Linked DNA regions of Mus musculus: region 2 is linked to region 1. A link is a contact called in public Hi-C data. All regions are on one chromosome and are shown on one strand. The core of a region is the stretch at or near the end of the contact, and the rest is flanking DNA. Distances in the headings are between cores, read along the strand shown.

The links. A called contact is a pair of places that touch in the nucleus more often than the background predicts.
Region 2: a Hi-C map of the STO cell line shows a contact between it and region 1, with 14 times the contacts expected there. The contact joins two enhancer-like sites. A contact is called at or near these places in 2 of 39 promoter capture datasets (embryonic stem cells and liver), 15 of 484 Hi-C or Micro-C datasets (the AML12 cell line, CD4 T cells, the G1E-ER4 cell line and 9 more) and 3 of 9 other capture datasets (adipose tissue, liver and macrophages).

What each region holds. Positions count from the first base shown.
Region 1 is chr15:60,738,566-60,741,265 of GRCm38.p6, forward strand. No RefSeq gene overlaps it. Among named protein-coding and RNA genes, the nearest start is that of Gm23835, 36 kb to the left of the region's middle. Within about 2 kb of position 1,251, at least 36 of the 459 cell types and tissues checked have an H3K27ac peak or open chromatin away from gene starts, as enhancers often do. A contact at or near this core is called in the STO cell line, where this site is marked.
Region 2 is chr15:60,924,197-60,927,268 of GRCm38.p6, forward strand. No RefSeq gene overlaps it. Among named protein-coding and RNA genes, the nearest start is that of A1bg, 4.5 kb to the left of the region's middle. Within about 2 kb of position 1,630, at least 2 of the 459 cell types and tissues checked have an H3K27ac peak or open chromatin away from gene starts, as enhancers often do. A contact at or near this core is called in the STO cell line, where this site is marked.

The DNA of each region.
Region 1 (2,700 bases), core at 1-2,500:
ATACGAAGGAAATGTATCCTCAGAGGGCCAGCACCTTGTAACTCACTTCAATCATACCTCTTATGCTTTGTCTGAAGTTGGACAATAATAGGGATCCCTTCAGCCTCTAGGGTTTGTTCTTGACAATAGAAAATAATGCATTTTTCCCCTACCACTTTCTGCTTCTACCAGCAGGTGTTGAAGTAAAGAGACCTATGGGAGGGGGACTTAAGTGTTTTTTCCTAGGTGTCTGCCTTTCTAAAAGTGAGTATAGCCAGATCTATGGCACAATCTGGATTCCAGCTCCTTGAGAGGGTGAAGCAGAAAGAGAGCAAATTCCAGGCTGGCCTGGGCAGGGGATATGTCTCTGTGGCAGAAGATATTCCTAGCATGCTCCTGTCCCTATGATTGATTCCCAGTGCTGATAAATCTACAGTTAGGATATAGAAGTGACTAATAAATTTAGGAAGAGCCTTGGGTTAAACCTGAAAGGCACATTTGAAACCATGATCTAAGAGGAGAAATTAAAAAAAAAATGGTTTTCACAAACTACGTTAGCTTGTTTTGTAAATAAATTTCACTTCTGTTTTCCCGAAAAGGGGACGGAATCTTCTATGTGTGTCTCTGGGACTAGAGAAAAAAAATAGAAGAAAATGTCTATAGGAAAAGAAAAAACAAAACAGTTCTTGGTAAGTAGAATTAGGCTGGGTATAGTAAGTAAGTATAATAAGGCTATAAAATTTCCTGTGCTTGGGGATGGAGAAGGAACTTTAGGGGGAGTAATAGTTTATGCTGTATTTACTCAACAGGATGCCTGTGTGTGGCCCCCTTGATATTCATTAAATCTGCCTTATGAACATTCTTATAATGGTGTACTTCAGAAAATGGAAACAAAGGTGGAAATTAAGAGATGGTGTGAAGGGAGGGCTGTGAGCTAGAGAACCGGCATGCACTGACCTTTAAAAGGGCATCGGAAGTTTGAGGCAGGGGATCAGAACTCCCTCCTGTATATATAACAAGGATTTGAGCTCATGTGTGTAGGTGGTAAAGAAAGGGTGATATAGCAGGAGGCATTAGAAATAGAAAACATGAAAAGGCCTCTTAACCACCAAGGAAGTTGGAAGTGGCTGTTATCTCTGAACTTCCCTCTTTGCTTTGCTTTACAGATGAAGTCACCAACTCATTTTTCAAATAGTCCAAGAGGATGAGAGGTGCCTTCCAAGGCAGGGACTCTCCCACAATACATGCCTGCGAGAATGATCACGTGCTTGGTGTTGAAAAGTGTGACTCAAAAGGGGATTATGTTTCATTTATGATTAAGAGCCTATGTATGTGGTTTAAGTGACAGAAAAAGAAAAACAAAGACTGAGTTGTGAAAAAATTCTGAAAAATGTTTGAAGGTCAAACTTACAAAGCAGGAAGGAAGAAACTGGAAAGCATGAGGGAACAATGCATTTGTCTTGTGCCAAGGATGGACTCAACCCAGAACACACCCAGATAAGTCGGGTCATGATGTGAGAATGAGGACAGTCATATATACTGTGACCTAGAAAGTTTCCCATTTGGGGAAGGTCTTGAGGGAACATGGGGAGTAAGATTCTAGATACTGTAGACAACTGTGTCTTCTGTGATATAGAGCCCATGCTGTAGATAATAAACTGAATATTTGGGATCACCACAGTTTCTCTTGCCAATCCACCGTTATTCTGTCCCCACAGGACTTCTACTAGAAGCAAGACATGTATGGACTGATACTTAAGTGGTTATACTGACTTTGGGTCCAGCAGAACTACATTGGGGTCCCTGTAGTACTGGTTCATTTTACTGAATAATGGAAAGGTTAATAGTATTTCTTCCAAGGGGGCTCTCATGGTTTGAATAGTCTTGGCCCAGGGAGTGTCACTATTTGGAGGTGTGGCCTTTTTTGGAATAGGTGTGTTACTGCGGGCATGGGTTTTAAGACACTCAGCCTAGCTGCCTGAAGTCATCCTCCTCATAGCAGCCTTCAAATGAAGACATAGAACTCTCAGCTCTGCCTGCACCATGCCTGCCAGGATGTTGCCATGCTCCGACCTTAATACTGGACTGAATCTCTGAACTTTTAAGCCAGCCCCAACTAAATGTTGTTTTTGTAAGAGTTGCCTTGGTCATGTGTCTTCAGTAAAACTAAGACAGGGGCTTTGGCAGGCTTAAGTGAATGACTATGCATAAAAGCTTTGGAGGATGGGTGGTCCAAGCAAGACTTCTCTGTGCTTTACATATTAATATTGTGTTAGTGGCTATTGTTACTGTTCCCTGACAGAGCTAGAGGGATATATCTTAGACTCAGGAAATTATTGCTATATAAACACCATCTTTGATGGGAAAAAAGAGAACTTGAAAGAAAATGTTGCTTGACAAATGGAAAGTGTGGAGGTGAGTCAGATCCAAATTTCAGAGCTGGATCAAGGTCAAAAATTCTTCTTCTTGCACCCCAAACTGAGACAGAATCTCACTATAAAGTTCTTGCTGACTGGTCAGAATTTTTTTTTTTTTTTTTTTTTTTTTTTGCTGGCTCCCAATTCTCAAAGATCCTTCTGTGTCTGCCTTTTGAGTGCTGAAAAATAGAACTTTTGAAGTAAATTGCAGGATTCCCCAGTGGTTATGCTTTGTATCAAGTGTCCTACTCCCTGGCAAGCCCCAACCCAGGTGTCATTCTTTGCTGAAATTTCTCACAAGCAG
Region 2 (3,072 bases), core at 380-2,879, 190 kb after region 1:
CTCCCCATGTTCCCTCAAGACTTTCCGCTATGGGAAACTTTCTAGGTCACGGTATATGTAATTGTCCTCATTCTGACATCATGACCCTACTTAACTGGGTATGTTCTGGGTTGAGTCCATCCTTGGCACAAGGGGAAGGCAATGTTTCCTCATGCTCTCCAGTTTCCCCCTTCCTGCTTTGTAGGTTTGTCCTTCAAACACTTTTCAGAATTCATTTATACCTCAATCATTTTCCTCTTACTTAAACCACGTAACCATAAATGAACTTAGAATCTTCTTTTGAGCCACACTTGTCAAGATCAAGCGTCTGAGAATTCTTGCAGGCATGTATTGTGGGAGAGTTCATGCTTTCTTTTGCAGGGCACCTCTTATCCCTGTCTGAGAAATGACTTGGTGATGTCACCTGTAAAGCAAAGCAAAGAGGGAAATCCATGGTGGGAGTGGGTGGGTAGGGGAGCAGGGCGGGGGAGGGGGTATAGGGATAGCATTTGAAATGTAAATGAAGAAAATATCTAATAAAAATTTGAAAAAAAAAAAAAGAGAAAATAGCCCTATCCAAATTCCTTGATGGTTAAGAACTGGTTCCTTTTGATGTTCTTATCTTCTGTCTCCTGCCTTATCACCATTTCTTTACTGTCTACACACATGAACGCAAATCCTTGTTACATGTACATGAGGGAGTTCCAATACCCTGCCTCAAACTTCGGATGGCCTTTTAAAGGTCAGTTCATGCCAGTTCTCTAGCTCACAGCCCTCCCTTTCTACCATCCATATTTCCATATTTGTTTCCATTTTCTGAAATACACCATTATGAAAATGTTTATAATGCCTATATAAGAAATATCAGGGGAGCACAGACCCAGCCATCTCCATTGAGTGAGGACAATATAAGTTATTACTCTCCCTAAATTTCCCTCTTCAGTCCCAAACATGGAAAATTTCACACCCTTATTATATGGCAGCCTAGTGCTATTTACAGAAATCCAGTTCTTCCCCTTGGCCATTCTCTTCTGCTTCTTTTTTCCTTTAAACTCTATAATTCAACCATTGATTCAGTCATGTTGGATGTTCAATAGAGAAATGGAATGGGTTTGAAAACCACTTTGCTGTTGCTGCATATACAGAAATCCTTTCTCCATTACCCCTTTCACCCTAGATAGTGGTTTGAAGCTTCTATTTCTGGATTAACCCAAGGCTCTTCCTACATTTATTAGTCACTTCTATATCCTAACTGTTGATTTATCAGCACTGGGAATCAATCATAGGGACTGGAGCATGCTAGGAATATCTTCTGCTATTGAGACATATCCCCTGCCCAGGCCAGCCTGGAATTTGCTCTCTTTCTGCTTCACCCTCCCAAGGAGCTGGGATCCAGATTGAGCCATAAGATCTGGCTATACTCAGTTTTATAAAGGCAGACACCTAGGGAAAAACACTTAAGTCCTCCTCCCATAGGTCTCTTTACTTCAACACCTGCTGGTAGAAGCAGAGGTGATGAAAAATGCATTATTTTCTATGGTCTAGAGCAAACCTTAACGGCCTCAGGACTTCAGACAATGGGTGAGAGGCATGATTAGAGGTGCTGGCCCTCTGAGTGTACATTTTCTTCGTGTTCCTCGACTTTAGAGCAATGCTGAGCCAGCTGACTGCCCTAGGGCTAAGCTCTGTCCAAACACTTACCAAACACTGATAACAGATAAGAAGGGAGCCTAAAAGTCCTGCCAGAAAAACTCAGGAGAGATTTGCACACATAACTTTGGCAACGGTTTTGAACATCTGCCACTAAGCTGACACTTGCAACCCACCCCCACCAATCATTGGCAGGCATCAGCCTTTCTGTGAGGCCTGTTGAGTAATTTATCCTTTATCCTTCATTTCTATTACTCTGCCTTCCCCACCTGAAGTAGATTCTCCTCTTCATTAATTAATTAATTAATCAATCAATTAATTAATTAATCAATTAATTACTTTTTTATTTATTTATTTTTACTGTTTGCTTATTGTATTTTCTCAATATGTAAAATGGCAACTGGCTCAGCAGACTTGACTGGCCTGGCTCAGTGCTTTGCCCTTTAGGTCTTTATCTGAAATGTTAGCTCTCCCCCTGGGGCCAGCTCCAGGACTAAGGTTTGAAGTGGTCATTTTTGCTGGAGGAGTCTGGCTCCTCTATTACCATCTTCCAGAATTGACAGGTGTTCAGATCAATGGCTAAGAGCTCACTGAGGATGGGGTCATGGGAGGCCATCTCAGGTTAATTCACCTTGAGATGGGTGCTCACGAGGGAGAAGTCAGGTTCTCTCTACTCCTCCTAAAATTTACTTCCTATTTTCACTAATGTGATCCATGAATATGGCTTAAAGAGTCAAATAACCTCAAGATTTATTCAAACAAACCAAGATGGTGTTTTCTGTACTTCATTGTATAACCTTCCAAAGCTACCATTAAAAACATGATAGCCCCTTTCCTCTTGATGCAGCCTCTCTGAATTTTTTAAAGATTTTTTTTTACTTACATATTTTTATTGCTTTCAGTCTATCACAAGAACTAAAGAGTGAGTTCAGTCTCCTCCTAAAACTGTCACCATAGACACATGGAAAACTGTCTTCCTCGCTCCCTTTCTCTCATTTATCTAACTATAATGTGCTTTTCTGAGTTTAATTAATCAAAACCTGCAAATGTACATTTACATATTCATATATGTAATACTCACATGTAAATAGGTACAGTAATAAGTCCCTTGATAGGAATACACTCTAAGAAAAGCATCATTAGATAGTTGCACAGTGCAGATATCACAGAGTGCCTGCTAGGTAGTATAGCCTACCTACACTACACCAAGTAATATACTGACAGTGTGGCTGCTAGGCTATAAACTTATCTATAAACTTATACAGCACAGTCCTGTGCTGAATACTGTAGGCAAATGCAACCTAAGATCGATGGCATTCATGTATGTCAACATATCTAAGCATGGAAAAGGGACAGGAACAATAATGTTTTAAGACTTTTTCAAAGCTCATTGTAACTTTATTGGGCCACTGACTGCTTTGAAGTTCATCTCCTACAACCCTT